Regions from separate parts of the Rattus norvegicus genome. Here region 2 is linked to region 1. A link is a contact called in public Hi-C data. All regions are on one chromosome and are shown on one strand. The core of a region is the stretch at or near the end of the contact, and the rest is flanking DNA. Distances in the headings are between cores, read along the strand shown.

Region 1 (3,642 bases), core at 454-2,953:
ACTCTACTGTGGCCAGATTTCCTATCTCAAGTCTATCAATTCATTTGAATAATCAGCAAAATAGTCCATCTCTTTTCAGGCTCTAAACTTGATTTAAAAGATTGACGTTTCTTAAAACTCAAATAGAGTTGGGCTGCAAGTGCATGGCCAGAGGGGCCTGAATCATACACACATGGGATAATGAAATATGCTTAGATTTTATTAGCAGGTAATTTATGCTCAGAATCTGGAATCACTAATAGAATTAAATAAACAACTGGGAAAGAGAACCAAATAAGTCAAGAGGTAAAATTATTTTGCTAAACTTAGAATGCAAAGCAACTCAATGCATTAAAAAAAATTGAACTTGGCCACTGATTTGTTGAAAGAGAAGAGAGAGAAAGAACCAAATACTAGAAGTATTCAGAGAGGGAAGACGACCAGAAATTTTCAGTCATAATAACCATCATCAGGACAAAAGGCTGGTGTGTGTGTGTGTGTGTGTGTGTGTGTGTGTGTGTGTGTGTGTAATCTTAAGTGCATTTAGTTCAGAGTCTGTGCACACAGGATAATTTTTTAAATGTACTTGAAAGTTAAATAGTTTAAAACTAGAGACAACTTCCTACTTCATGCAATAATTTCAGAATAAAAGGGATTGTCTCAAAAAAGAGGGGGCGGAGAAAGAAGAACTAGCATGGATTAATTGAACCTTTCAGTAACATTTTGCTTGTCAGTATGCCAGTCACCATGTTGTTTGTTAAGTACTGCTTTTCTTTCACAGAATCAAAACAATTCTGGTTATTGAAACAACCCTTTTGATTCTCATATTTCTAGAGGATTCTAGAAACGGAAAGTGCAGCAAACTGAGCCTCCCATGATATGGCAGGGTAAGGTGGAAGAGGAGAGGGCAGCCACAATGCTAGGTCCTATGATGAATATCCCTAAAAGATTCTGGTTGAGCTTGAAAAGATTGAAACTATTTGTGTCTCGCTATGATCCCCCTTCTGGATGAGGTGCTCTTCTAAAACAAGTAGTTTGATTGTGTATTCCCAGAACTTCTTACCAGGCCTGGAATTCAAGTGCTTGAAAACCGTGGAGAGATAAAACTATACAAATGACGGCTATCCCCTATGAGATCACTAGAACTCAAGGGGAATGAGATTCTAGTTCATAGATTGAAAACCCAGCAAAGTGAAAGCAAATAGTGCCTTTGACTAGAAAGTATCCTTCAGTGTGACAAGTTTGGGTTAATTCCAGGGGTATGTGTTCGTCCAGAAAGAAAATATTAATTTAGCTCTATAGTAGTATCAACCAAAATGAAATTCTGCGTCTGAGGGATAGAGGAGAAGAATGTCACAACTAGAGCTAGATAAAACATCTTTTCTGTCTCGTAGTCTGTGGATAGTCGGGCAGGCAGCTTCAGGGAGACTACAACTCCCAGCATGCAGAGTACCGGCGTTAGTGCCTTCATGACCTGAGCATATTGGGAGTTGTAGTTTTCCTTCCGCAACTCCAGAGCCGTAACCTTGGCGGGGTGGTACTAAGAGACCCGGTGAACGGAAAAAAAAAACGCGGCTTCCCTTTGAGCCGGAACAGGATGACTGCGGAAAATGAGGCAGGCAGTAGATCAGACCAATCAGCTACCGAGATCGAGCCGTTGGCTTTCGAAATGAGCCAATGATAGGCCTGCTCCAGAGCTTCCTCTCCGCCTCCTCCGCTTTGCCTGCGAGTGCTCTGAAGCGAAGTGGGGCGGTAGTGGCCGGTGCAGAAACGTTGCCTAGGCGAACACGAGGTAGAGGTCCGGGCGAAGGTGGGCGGAGCGGGATTCGTGGCCTGCGGCCGGCGCGTCGATGCACAGAGGGGTTCGGTCGAGGTCCATTGTGTTCTATTTGGGGATCTGCGGGCAAGGAAGGAGGCCAGGCCCGGTGGAGCTCGGCGGTAGCGGGATGGCGGCCGGCCTGGATCAAGGCGGGCCCGCGCGCTGCGCAGGCGCAGGTCCTGGCCCGCCTCTGTTGCTCCGGTAAGGGACTCAATCTTAGCGTTTGTTCTACAGATGACCGGTTCGAATGAATTCAAGCTGAACCAGCCACCCGAGGATGGCATCTCCTCGGTTAAGTTCAGCCCCAACACCTCCCAGTTCCTCCTGGTCTCCTCCTGGGATACGTCCGTGCGCCTCTACGATGTGCCCGCCAATTCCATGAGGCTCAAGTACCAGCACACTGGTGCTGTCCTGGACTGCGCCTTCTACGTAGGTGGACTCAGTTTCTGCTCCTGTCCCCTTACTAAGTTGTCCTAGGCGTTGCCAGTAGCATCCTTATACACGGTTTGGAGTATTCGGACAGTTCATAACTACTCGGGGATGCGTGCACTTTAGCCTGGCATTGAGCCTATTACAATGGTGTGTTTTCATTTCTAATCTCATGGCAATTTCAATCTCTCTTTTCAAGTTCAGACTTGAGTACAGCTTTCTGCACATAGGTAATTGTTTGAATTTAACAGCAAGGTGGGGTTAGCTATCCTTTTAAAAGTAATGAATGTCGCCTGGTTTAGCCATAACATTCTGGTGTCCATCTCGATAAAGCTACCCAGTAGTTGCTTAGTTTAAGATCACTTAACTTGCATTTTTGTTTACTTAATGTCTGTCACACTGGACATAACAGTTGGCTGTAGAAATAGCAATTTTGAAATGCTTGCTAAAGCTATGTAACTTTGGAGTGACTCAAAATTTAAGGCGTGGGTGGATGTAGTGACCACGCCTTTAATCCCAGAAGCAGAGGCAGGCAGATCTCTTGAATTTTGAGGCCAGCCAAGACTACATAGTGTGTCCCCCCACCCCCCAAAAAAATGAAAATCAAAACCAAATTTTGCTTTGTAGGATCCAACACATGCCTGGAGTGGAGGACTAGATCATCAACTGAAAATGCATGATTTGAATACTGATCAAGGTAATACTATGGCGACATTTTACCAGTTTTTCTTTACTAGTACATTCGTGTAGACATGATTATTTAGGAAGAGTGGTTGTTTTGAGTCCTTAGGTGAAGGTGAAACATGGCTTTGAGAATAGACTTTTAAAATTGGAAGAAGTTACCACAAATGGAACATGTGATTTGCAGTAAAGCCCATTTCGAGCACTGTCTTACGTGTTTACTGGAAGCCACTTAAGCCTTTGACCATCACCTTTGGAAGTCTTAAGCAGTGGGCTGGATCCATGGTCTGACTTGTCAGGATTTCTTGGGACAGTTTGATACTTTAGGGTAGTCTTTCCACAGACTTAAAAAAAAGAAGTACCTTTTAAAAACGGAGCTTGGTAGCTGGTCAGATTTATTTTAGTGATGCCTTTGTATTCTTAGCAGGAGAATGTATTTCAGTGGGATGTGTAAAAAACATTTCTTAAGAGTTATGGTTTTACTGTGGCAGAAATCGGAATGGAACCCAAGCTGTGCAGAGGGCTCTGAGCTTTGTTTGCCTGCTCTATTTGGATGTAGGTATACTTGAAGGAGATGGGGGGGGGGGGGGATGTAGAGATGGGGCTACCTAGAGGCTGAGTTGAGCAATGAGGAAGCCTGTCTGAGCCAGGTGTGATGCTCTCCTGGAATCCTAGCACTTGGAAAGGGGAGGCAGGAGGATAAGAAACTGAAGGCCAGCCTCAGCTACATAGAC
Region 2 (3,642 bases), core at 585-3,084, 95 kb after region 1:
GAGCAAATGTAGTAATAGCTGCAACCAATATTTTTAATATTACTGATCTTTCAACAATAATTACCTAGAACTTTTAATGTGTGCAATTAGAACACTAGCAATTCAATGGTACAGCCCAGTGGTGAATTGCATGAAATTGGATACTTGGTGTAATTGGTAATTAATCACTTTTCATTACCAGGATGGGATGTTGTAGTTATTCTGAATAGATACATCACGCTAATTGCAGGCAAACAGAAACGTACACATTCGAATTTAAGGCTTTTAGGGAAATAAGCAACCCTTGCCAATATTCTATGGCGGAGAGGGGATTAGCCACACAATTAAATGATGAAGAAGAGGCCATGTATATTTTGACAAGAACTCATCAGGGCAAGAGTTTTCTTTACCTAAGGGACTCCATCATATTTCCATTCATGCCTGTGAGTAATTTAAATTCTTGTCCTTTATACACTTTCAAAATTGGCTCCAAATAAATATTTACATGTGTGGACGTCTCCGTTGATGAGTACCGGCGATCTCAGGGAGCCCTCAGCAGCCTCTGTGTGGGTAATTGGCTTGGCCACCTCTTCTGACAGGACTTAGCTCACTGGCCCAGGCTGCTCCTGGGAAGTCTGCTGGCCTTGCCTTCCACTCCTCCACAAATGCGACCACGTGACCTCAGATTTGGCACCCCCACCATCATTATCCCTTTGATCTGCCCACTCTCTTGTCCAACACATGTTTGGTTGTCATCCAGCCCTGTCACATTTCCTGTCACTGGCCTGCAGATTTGGCAGCCACCTTTTCCTTCTCACTGCTTGGTGCTCAGTATCAGGGCTCCAGGAGTTGCACCCCACAGAAAATGCAACTTATGGAGGATGGACTTCCCTGGAAAAAGTACGCCCACAGGTTTCTCCTGTCTGCGTGTGCCTTACAGGGGAACAAAGAGGAAAGGTTCCCAGGCTGGCTGTGAGCATGCTTCCCTCACTAAAGATCTGTCTATCTGTCCCTGAGGTGGCATGCCAGGGAGGAGTGGGAGGGACTGCCTCCAGCTACCTAGTCCTTTACATGTGCATTTGGAAGCCGAGGTCCACATGGAAGCCAAAAAGGAGTTTGCTGAGGGTGCTGGAGCTCTATTTATATGCTGTCCTTTAGACAGCAGAAGAGGAAGGAGGTGCTTAGTGCTCCCATGGCTAGCAGCACCCTCTATTTACCTACTCGCTCCTGGTTCTACCAATAATGCTATTTTGAAATTGGGTCATGGTATAGACCTTGTTCTCACATAATTGAGCCGCCTGCAGGAGAGATGGTAACGAGAATCTACAATACCTGTCAGCTTTTCAGCTCTCATGAGGACCTCAGGAGTTTCTGACCTACTCTTTTATCCAGCATGGGGCTTGCCAAGGACCTTTGAACTCCAGCGGTTCCAGCTCTCCACTCCCACACATCTGGCCTGGAGGGTGGCCATGGCTTAAAAATCAAAGATTAGCTTTCTTGTGTCTTATATCAGCAGTAGCCGTGATACTGCTCATGGGGCTAGATAGAGTGAGTGCGTGCCCAATCAGAGAGTTGAGGGCGGGGTCATCCTGCGGTCTGGATGCCTTGCCGTTTCTGCTGACTTTTCGAGGACAGGCTGATCCAGGGCACCGGACAGCCAAATATGCAGATAGAATTTAAGAAACTAAATGTGGCACACAAAGCCGTTCTGCGACTCCTGGCTCCACCTCCTCCCCACCATGACTCACCTTGGCTTCTTTAGCCAAATTTCATTTTGTTCCCTGTTCTGCCGTTACCAGGGACTGTGAATTGGTTCCTTGTCTGAGAGCGCCATTCGAGCAGAGGTCTCTTTCCTCCCTTTGTGTCAGTGCTGAGTAATGATGGGACAACATGTGATCGGGCGATTGATGTCAAATGTTAGCAGCAACATTCATTTTCCCCTGAAATGGACAGAGAAGAGGATGAGTCACTTAGAAACCCTGTCTAACAGCTTCGCCTCACGACTGATATTCCCAAATTGAATTGGTCTGAAATTTAAAGTGGTGCTTTTTTTTTCCTTTTTCTTTTAAAGTTCTTCTCCTTCAATTGTTCCTCGGGTCAGGCGAAGCTGCAAAGGGCCGAGAGAGTAAGTTAGTGATGGGTGCTGTCAGTGTCATTTGTCAGCTCCCTGGTTCCCCTGCAGAATCCATTGCTCTGATGACAAGAGGTTCCTGAGACCTCATCTCACAGAAAAAGATGCAAGGAACTTTGGAGAGGCATAGCCTGGGCTTGGTGTATGACTATGTCACTTGCTCCATGAGCTGTAAGTGTGACACAGCATCAACGACATGCACACTGTAGGCAGCCTTGCTCATAGAGCACTGGCCTAGGGCTTGACACCAGATTATGCTTGTTGTCTGTGTGGTTTTGTTTCAATTAATCAATTTAGTGTGTGTGCATATGTCTGCATTTGTGTGGAGTTGAGAGGTCAATGTTGGGTGTCCTCCCCCATTGCTTCCCATCTTTGTTTTTGAGACAGGATCGCTCACCACACTGGAAGCTCGCTGATCCGTCAAACCTGGCTGGCGAGGGAGTTCCAGGGGATCCTCTTGTTTCTACTTTTCATGCACTGGGGCCACAGGTGCCCACTCTCCCACTCAGCTTTTTTCTATGGGTCTTGGCGACAAAACTCAGGTTTCTATGCTTGTGTTGAAAGCCTTTTACTGACAGAGCTCTCTCCTCGGGCATCCTTTTAGTGTAACTTCCTATGATGATCTTATTAAATCCAAGGATGTCTGAGTGAGGGTCATCTTTGGGAAGGCAGACATTCAGAGAGGCAAGTAAAGATCTGAAGTTACACACTGTGGTGCTTTGAATGAGAATGGCTTCCATAGGCTCAGATATGTGAATGTTTAGTCCCCGGTTGGTGGAAGTGTTTGGGAAGGATGAGGAGGTGTGGTCTTGTTGGAGTCACTGGATATGGACTTTCCCTCTCCCTCTCCCTCTCCCTCTCCCTCTCCCTCTCCCCATCTCTCTCTGACTTTTATTTGAAGATTTGATGTAAGCTCTCAGCTATTGCTCCACAACCATGTCTGCCTGTCTGCTCATACTTCCCATACCATGATTGTTATGGACTCGCCCTCTGAAATTGTAAGCAAGTCCTCAATTAAATGTATTTTTTTTTATAAGTTGCCTTGGTCATGGTGCCTCTTCATAGCAATAGAATAGTTATTAAGACATTAGTTTTTCTAGTTGCCATGATAAACGCATATTTGGACTTTTGTTACTTGGTGCATTAGAAATGCAAACTCATTTGCAAATGAATGTTAATAAATGGGTGAGAATCAGTGGTGTGATTGATTCTTTCTCAGTTAAGTATCAGGATGTGTTCAGTTTATTTTATGGTGGGGAAGGCATGGTAAAGTTCACGGTGGTCGGAGTGTGAAGATAGGATGTCTCATATATCCTTGGACTAGGGGGCAAAAGGCTTTGACTTACACAGAGTATCCTTGTCAAAGCCCCCCAGTGGTCTACACTGACAGCTAAGCCCTACATCCTGATGTTTCTACAGCCTCCACAACCAACTAAGGAGCAAGTGTTTAAGCACAGAATCTATGGGCTAGTTTACATTCTGACTAGACTTCAAAGATGGGGAATTTTAAGCTCTCATTATCTGGGGCCATT

What was found. Hi-C and Micro-C count contacts between places; a contact is called where the count stands out from the background.
Region 2: a Hi-C map of Schwann cells shows a contact between it and region 1, with 1.7 times the contacts expected there. The contact joins the enhancer-like site here to the promoter of Bub3 in region 1. A contact is called at or near these places in 2 of 12 Hi-C or Micro-C datasets (Schwann cells and mammary epithelial cells).

What each region holds. Positions count from the first base shown.
Region 1 is chr1:195,758,829-195,762,470 of GRCr8, forward strand. It overlaps Bub3 (BUB3 mitotic checkpoint protein), which reads left to right and starts at 1,704. Exons shown (of 8, transcript NM_001047906.2): 1 at 1,704-1,771; 2 at 2,033-2,227; 3 at 2,855-2,924. The coding sequence starts at 2,033.
Region 2 is chr1:195,854,072-195,857,713 of GRCr8, forward strand. No RefSeq gene overlaps it. Among named protein-coding and RNA genes, the nearest start is that of Bub3, 95 kb to the left of the region's middle. Within about 2 kb of position 1,835, at least 4 of the 93 cell types and tissues checked have an H3K27ac peak or open chromatin away from gene starts, as enhancers often do. A contact at or near this core is called in Schwann cells, where this site is marked.